Regions from separate parts of the Hordeum vulgare genome. Here region 1 is linked to region 2. A link is a contact called in public Hi-C data. All regions are on one chromosome and are shown on one strand. Each heading gives the region's core, a stretch centred on a gene start, on an enhancer-like site or on the middle of the called end of the contact. The rest is flanking DNA. Distances are from core to core; before and after follow the strand shown. Region 1 has its middle 31 kb from the start of LOC123408860. Region 2 has its middle 62 kb from the start of LOC123409336.

Evidence for each region. A called contact is a pair of places that touch in the nucleus more often than the background predicts.
Region 1: a contact with region 2 is called in a Hi-C map of leaf, with 2.0 times the contacts expected there. The contact joins two enhancer-like sites. A contact is called at or near these places in 2 of 6 Hi-C or Micro-C datasets (leaf and seedling).

The regions. Positions count from the first base shown.
Region 1 is chr7H:572,532,250-572,535,822 of MorexV3_pseudomolecules_assembly, forward strand. No RefSeq gene overlaps it. Among protein-coding and RNA genes, the nearest start is that of LOC123408860, 31 kb to the right of the region's middle. Within about 2 kb of position 1,807, at least 2 of the 3 cell types and tissues checked have open chromatin away from gene starts, as enhancers often do. A contact at or near this core is called in leaf, where this site is marked.
Region 2 is chr7H:572,353,204-572,356,410 of MorexV3_pseudomolecules_assembly, forward strand. No RefSeq gene overlaps it. Among protein-coding and RNA genes, the nearest start is that of LOC123409336, 62 kb to the left of the region's middle. Within about 2 kb of position 1,603, at least 2 of the 3 cell types and tissues checked have open chromatin away from gene starts, as enhancers often do. A contact at or near this core is called in leaf, where this site is marked.

The DNA.
Region 1 (3,573 bases), core at 557-3,056, 180 kb after region 2:
ACAAATAATTGGTTGATAGTCCATGTCCAAGCCGGATATGATATGAGAGTCAAGTTCTTCCTCGGAGATGGGTTTACCTGCTACAGCCATCTCATGGCCAGGCCACGCATGTACCTGAAATAAACAACAACAGATTGGGATGCTTTTGGGTTATGGTGAGGGAGATGCAGACATGGTTGACTTTGGAGCAAGATTGGGCAGAGAACATGTTGGCGAGTGCGGTCCATATGGCGTGGGAGGTTTCAAGGGTAGTCTCTTGGACTAGTACCTCCTTGTAGAGGTTGCGGAGCAGGTAGGGTATGATCTGTTGATCCTGGATCAACTAAAGGCGCATAAGCAGGGTTCAGGACAACCTGATCTTTGCCCTTGGCGGTTTTGGTAGCTAGGGTTTTGGATGGTTCGGCTATTGATTTGTCGATGTACCCAAAGAGACCGGCTCCCATGATCTGGAAGTGGGCTTGAGCACGCCAAAGGATGTAAATGGATCTGGTGAGGGGTTTTGGAACATTGTTACTTAGGCCAGAGGAAGCAACGAAGTTGGAAGTTGACACAATCGACTTGGAGGTCAGGATCGGGATGGTGTGGAGGATAGCTAGACAAGGTGGAAGAGAATTGCTCGGATTACCATGTGAGAATTTGTGGAAGCATTCCTACTCTCCAAATAGGGAGAATCGTGTGTATATATATTGATATGAGCGAGAGGGAGAGGTCTTGTGGCCTTTACAAGATACGGTAGTTGAAGCTACCGAGAGAGATTACATCGGGTGGTAGAGATACCACAGAATAAAGGAAAAACGTTTAAGAAGTTTAATTCTATCTCTAACAACCTAACTTGCCATACAAGATTATGTTTAACATTCTTATCTTTTTATCTACAATTTATGCATGACAGTTTTTTTTAAACGGAGGTAAAAAGATGTAAATGAGAAGGATAGAGTTTTTGGAATGTTATAAGACCTGACCCAACACGGCCTGACAATTACTCGCTTAGGCTGGTTGTAATGGAGAGTATCATATAGTAGTATTATTTGTGTAGTATCATGCAAATGATACTGCTATATGATACTACATCCGTAATGATAGTATCATGTGCTAGTATCATAGAACAGTTCATTTATCGTCATGCATGACACATAGTAGCACAGCATTTAATATGATATGATATCATAATATGATACTCAACTCTTTTTTTTCATTTAATTTCATGTCACCTCATCAAATATGTCTAGTTAGCATGCATGATACTACTTATGATACTCCTATTACGACCAACCTTATTATATTTTTCTCGTGGTTTGACTTCCAGTAGAAATCCTGGATACGTGGCATCCTGATTCCTACATATTTTCTATTTCTTTGTTTTGAATTTATGTGTTCCAAACGGGGCACCTAATTGATTAGTGGCATCCTGATTCCTACGTATTTTTTATTTCTTTGTTTTGAATTTATGTGTTCCAAACGGGGGACCTAATTAATTAGCACCTCTTTTCAACCGCGCCACTTGAAAATCCAGAACTTGGTGACGACTCACGTCTACCATCTACTGATTTGTGATTTCACGGCGCGTCATGCTTCAGACTTTAGCGTTTGCAGAGGCAACTGCAGGGGCATCTATGACATCAGATGCGTATGTAGCCATAGACAGAGGAATAGTTTGAGCAGGTATGCGTAGCAGCCTAGCAGCATCCCCGCCGAATTCCCAACGCAGGCGCTAGAAATCTAGAATGCTTGTTGCGTGACGCTGCTGAGTTGGATCGAGCATGGGCCGCCGATGGGGCGAAGGGCGGCTCCATTGGTCGTTGGTGGTCACTCAAATCGCCAGACCACACCTCCTCCAGAATTAAACATCACTGTCGACCTGTCTCCCTGTGTATTTGCCCTTTTGTTACCGGCCATCGCCATCAACTTTTCTCCATGGTGCTCGGTTGCACTTCCTCCTCTAGGCTAAAACAAACACGATCTTGTAGGCTCTAGCCAAGATATCTATCTCCAATTTCCACTCAGCAGTAAAAAGAACTGTTGGCCGCTGCTGAATAGCCCACGAGTGTACGTTCAGGCGGAGCTAAAACCTGACAGAAAGGAAGGAAGGGGCTGAACGAAAGCGTGCTCCGTTCATGCACCTGTCAAGGTGTCACACCAGATCAATCGACGGGATGGAAGACCAGCCTCCAACGCCCGACCACGCCTGCCCTACCGGCGCTACGTCGTCGCGGTCGCGTGCCCGGTCACGCGAACCCTAGCTAACTAACCTCTGAAGCATATCTGGATCTGTTTGCATGGATGAAGATAACACGCCAGACGATTCATAAACCTCATTGTAGGTGACATCAACCGGACTGTGCACCGACCGGGACATGCATACACGTCGAGTTCACGAGGGACTTGGATTGGACGGAGGCACGCCCAACGTCCGTCCGTTCCATGATCCCATGAATGCTCCTGCCAGACCTAATATCTCTCCCGTCCTTGCTTGCATGCATGACAAACCGCATACCGGCCTATCACGAGAACGACGTACGCGCGCCGTATTCACGACGGGAGCTGGAGGCAGCTGGAGGCCCTCTCTGTCGTCGACCAATTCCGTTGGCCTCGAACAGTAGTATCGCTAGTGGTCGCCGTGAAATCGCCAGCACTGTCCGAAAGGGAAGCGTGGGAGAACCGTGGGGAGCTCAATTTTGAGGAGGGTGGTGAGCTGATGAAGATAATGCTGGGAGAATTTTCGAATTGTTGGCGCATCCGTTTTTTGTTTATTGGTCGAGTGTCGTGGCGAGGCGAGTTGATGCGTTGATGGGAACGTTGGGATGGACGGGCAGACACGGTGCACTGTGCATACGCGACTCGGAATAAGTGTATGGTCGCACATGAATACACCGCGCTTTCTTTGTTTTTGGATTTATTTATATTGGAATGACCAGAAAAAGATATTCTATAATCTGGATAAGCACGTGAGTAAACCAACTGTTTTCTAGGGGAAAGTAAACCAACTGTTATATTGCTGTGTACCGTATGATGTAAGAGTTTAAAAAAATTGTAATCTATTCATGAACTTTCAAGATAATACAAAGAACATATAAAATAGAAATACACCGAGATTCATATACCGCCCAGTGACGATTACAAGCACAGGAGGTTGAAGCAAGCTGAAGGTATTGTATAGTCGGCATAAGCACACGAGTAAATTAACTATTACATTCCTGCAAACTGTACAACAGAAGAGTTCAGGAGGAGAAGAAGCTTAAAAATGATGAAAGTATATATATTCCTTTTTTTCTTAAATATAGTACAAACATATATGCTAACATGCACTCACATCTATAAATGCACACCTCTTGAGTTGGTTTCATCACTAGAAATCAAACGATATGAGCCATGCCGAGTTCGCAATATCTTCTTAAATATATATGATGACGAAATAATGTTCCACTTATGTTTTGATTTTTGTTCACGCAACTTTGAGACGTATTATTCTGTAGCATATCGGAAGAAGGGCAACTGGTTGACCCGCTTAGGCGTCAAATAAAAAAATCATACCATGGAAAATATTCCAACATATAAAAGAAATCTTTTGTACCA
Region 2 (3,207 bases), core at 353-2,852:
TTCATAGACAAGCTTTCGCTGATGTAATACAGGCGCGGCTGTGCCTTTTTTTTTTTTTTTTTTTTGCCTTTTTTGAGAAATCGACTACGCCTTACTTATACCGAGGCAGAAGCCAGCCTCGTGTGAGCCCATAGGAGCTGCTGATTGCCCATATGGACCTGGTTTCATGGTCTCATAGCAATTACATTTTTCTTTTTTACTTCTCCATTTTTATTTTTTACATAAATCAATATATTTTCAAAGCAAAAATTTAATTAATTTTTAAAAAGTTGAAACAAAATAATAAAATCTCAAACTTAAAAAAAGTTTTATATAACTGTTTTCAAATCATGTGGTTTAGAAAAAACTGCCATTAAAAAATGTACCCTCATATTTTGGATAAAATTACTGTGTATTTGTGAAAAATTAATCATGTATTTGTAAAGTGTTAAAAGTGTATAAAAATAATTTTTATATGTATAAAACACAATGTACAGTGTGATGAAAAAGAATAGACCGCAAAACATGTATTTTTGAAATGCGAATATGTATGGAAAAAATGTTAAATGTGTATCAACATAATGCTTCTGATGTTATAGCAGACGTATAAATATTTATATTTTTTATTAACTAAATATTTAGAAATAAAATGTTAATCTTGTTTTTGAAAAATGATAAATAATATGAACATAATGTTTCAGATGTATACAAAAACTGTATAAATGTGCATGAACAAGAATAGATGTCTAAGCATGTATCTGAAAGAAAATGTTAAGCGTGTATCATATCTATTCTTGTTCATCTATCTAGAAAAAAAATGTTAATTGTGTATTGATATCTATTCCTTTTCTTGTGTGTACTATGCTGGAAATAGAATAGATATAAATACACGCTTAATATTTCTTTCTTGGTTTATCCTGTTTTTATATCAAGAAAGAAATGAAGAAAACTAATGAGGAAACAAAGAAAATAGAGAAAACCAATGACGAAAAAAAATTAAACAACGCACAAAAATTAATACAACAACCGACGAACCACCCGTGAGCAAGCATCTATGATCGAAGACCTAGCAAATGAAAATACACAGACTAAAAGGGGCGGCCTAGTATCCTTGCGTGGGACAAAAACCAGCAACGAAACAAATGATACTCTTGCTGTAAGAGAGATATAGTTCTCGTGGCGTATTACAGTCCAGCAGGACTAAATGCGTGCTTGGATTGCAGTAATGCTAGACGTACGGGCTCTCTACGGAAGATTTACAGGCTCGCTGGTTGTGACTGGTTGGAACTTGATTAAGGAGGACGGTCCCACCAATGAAAATCAGGGAGGGGCAATTAGATTAGGCCGCGTTAGCATCCCGTAAAAGTCTGTTAGAACCTGTCTGTATCTTTAGCATTTTTGCTTGGATTGGGTGTATTTAAATAGTCTGCATTTAATTTACAAGTGTAACTTACAGGGCGAGTAGTGATTCCTGCCTGAAAGCAAAACGACGGAAGGAGACCTGTATTATTTACACGTGTATTGCTAAGGAAGACGACATTTCAAGCATGGCCTAAGTATAATTAGGCCGGTTTTGTAGCCCATTGCAGAGAAAAAGAAGAAGAGGCTGGTCGAGTACGTGACAGCTATACACCGCCTGTTATGGCAAATTATCGGGGATTCACAAAGCGTAAGGTTGCTAACATTGGGAGATGGGCCGGTCCAATTCTGGCGAGCCGGGTTCTTTGTCTTTTTCGGTTTCTTTTTCTAACTGTTTTTGGTTTTTTATTTTTTATTCGTCTTTTCTTTGCCTTCCACTTTTTATTTTATTCTCACTTTTATATTTCAACGGTTCTTCAGAAAATTCTAAAACTGTTGGTATTTTAAAAACTTTGTTCGTTTTTTCAAAAATGTATCTGTTTTGAAATTTTATTCACAAATTACAAAGAATTTAGAATTTTAATTTTACTTTTTCTAATATACAATAAATGTTCAAAAATTCAGAAAATAAAGAATTCCAAATTAAAAAATATTTTCATTTTAGTTTTTGTTCAGAAATTCAGAAAACAATTGGTAATTTCAAAAAATGTACGCACTTCCAAAATTTGTTAACAAATTCAAAACTAATTCACCTTTTAGTTTTCAAATTTTTTTCAGAAAATAACAAATTGTTCCGCGGATCTCAACAAATGTTCACCTTTAAATATTTGTTCACAAATTTAGAAAATGTACTAGAATTTCACTTTCCAAATATGTTCACAAATAAATAAAGCCATGTATATAAAATGTTTTCACCAATTCAAAGGAATTCAGGAATGTTCACAGATTTTGAAAATAATTTCAAATTTTCTTAGAAATAACCAAAAAAAAAAATTCAACATATTAAAAAATAGATCGAAAATTCCCGAATTTGTTGCAGAAACTTTTCAAACATTCAGTTTTTAAAAAATATCTGCAAAGTTAAAAACAGTTAAAAAAAACCTATTCACCGCCTGTTACGGCAAATTATCAGGGATTCGCAAAGGGTAAGGTTGCTAACATTGGGAGATGGGCCGGTCCAATTCTGGCGAGCCAGATTCTTTGTCTTTTTCAGGTTCTTTTTTTAACTGTTTTTGGTTTTTTATTTTTTATTCTTCTTTTCTTTGCCTTCCACTTTTTATTTTATTCTTACTTTTATATTTCAACGAATCTTCAAAATTTTTAAAACTGTTGGTACTTTAAAAACGTTGTTCGTTTTTTCAAAAACGTATCTGTTTTGAAATTTTATTCACAAATTCCATAGAATTTAGAATTTTAATTTACTTTTTCTAATATACAAAAAATGTTCAAAAATTCAGAAAATATAGAATTTCAAATTAAAAAATATTTTCAACTTAGTTTTTGTTCATAAATTCAGAAAACAATTGGGAATTTGTTCAACATATTAAAAAATAGATCGAAAATTCCGGAATTTGTTGCAGAATTATTCAAAAATTCAGTTTTTAAAAAATATCAGCAAATTTCAAAATTGTGTTCAACTTTTCCAGAAATTATTTGTAATCGAAAAAAATGTTCTAAATATGAATATTTGTTCAATTTGAAACTAAGTTCAAGTTGGAAAATTGTTCTTGCTTTTAGAAAATGTTCCAAATTTTAAAATAATTCTCATTTTTCAACACTGTTCCAAAATTTTAAAAATAGTCTGGATTTTCAGAAAATGTTTTTATGTTCAGAAAAATGTTGCGAATGCTTTTGTTCAAAAGTATCATA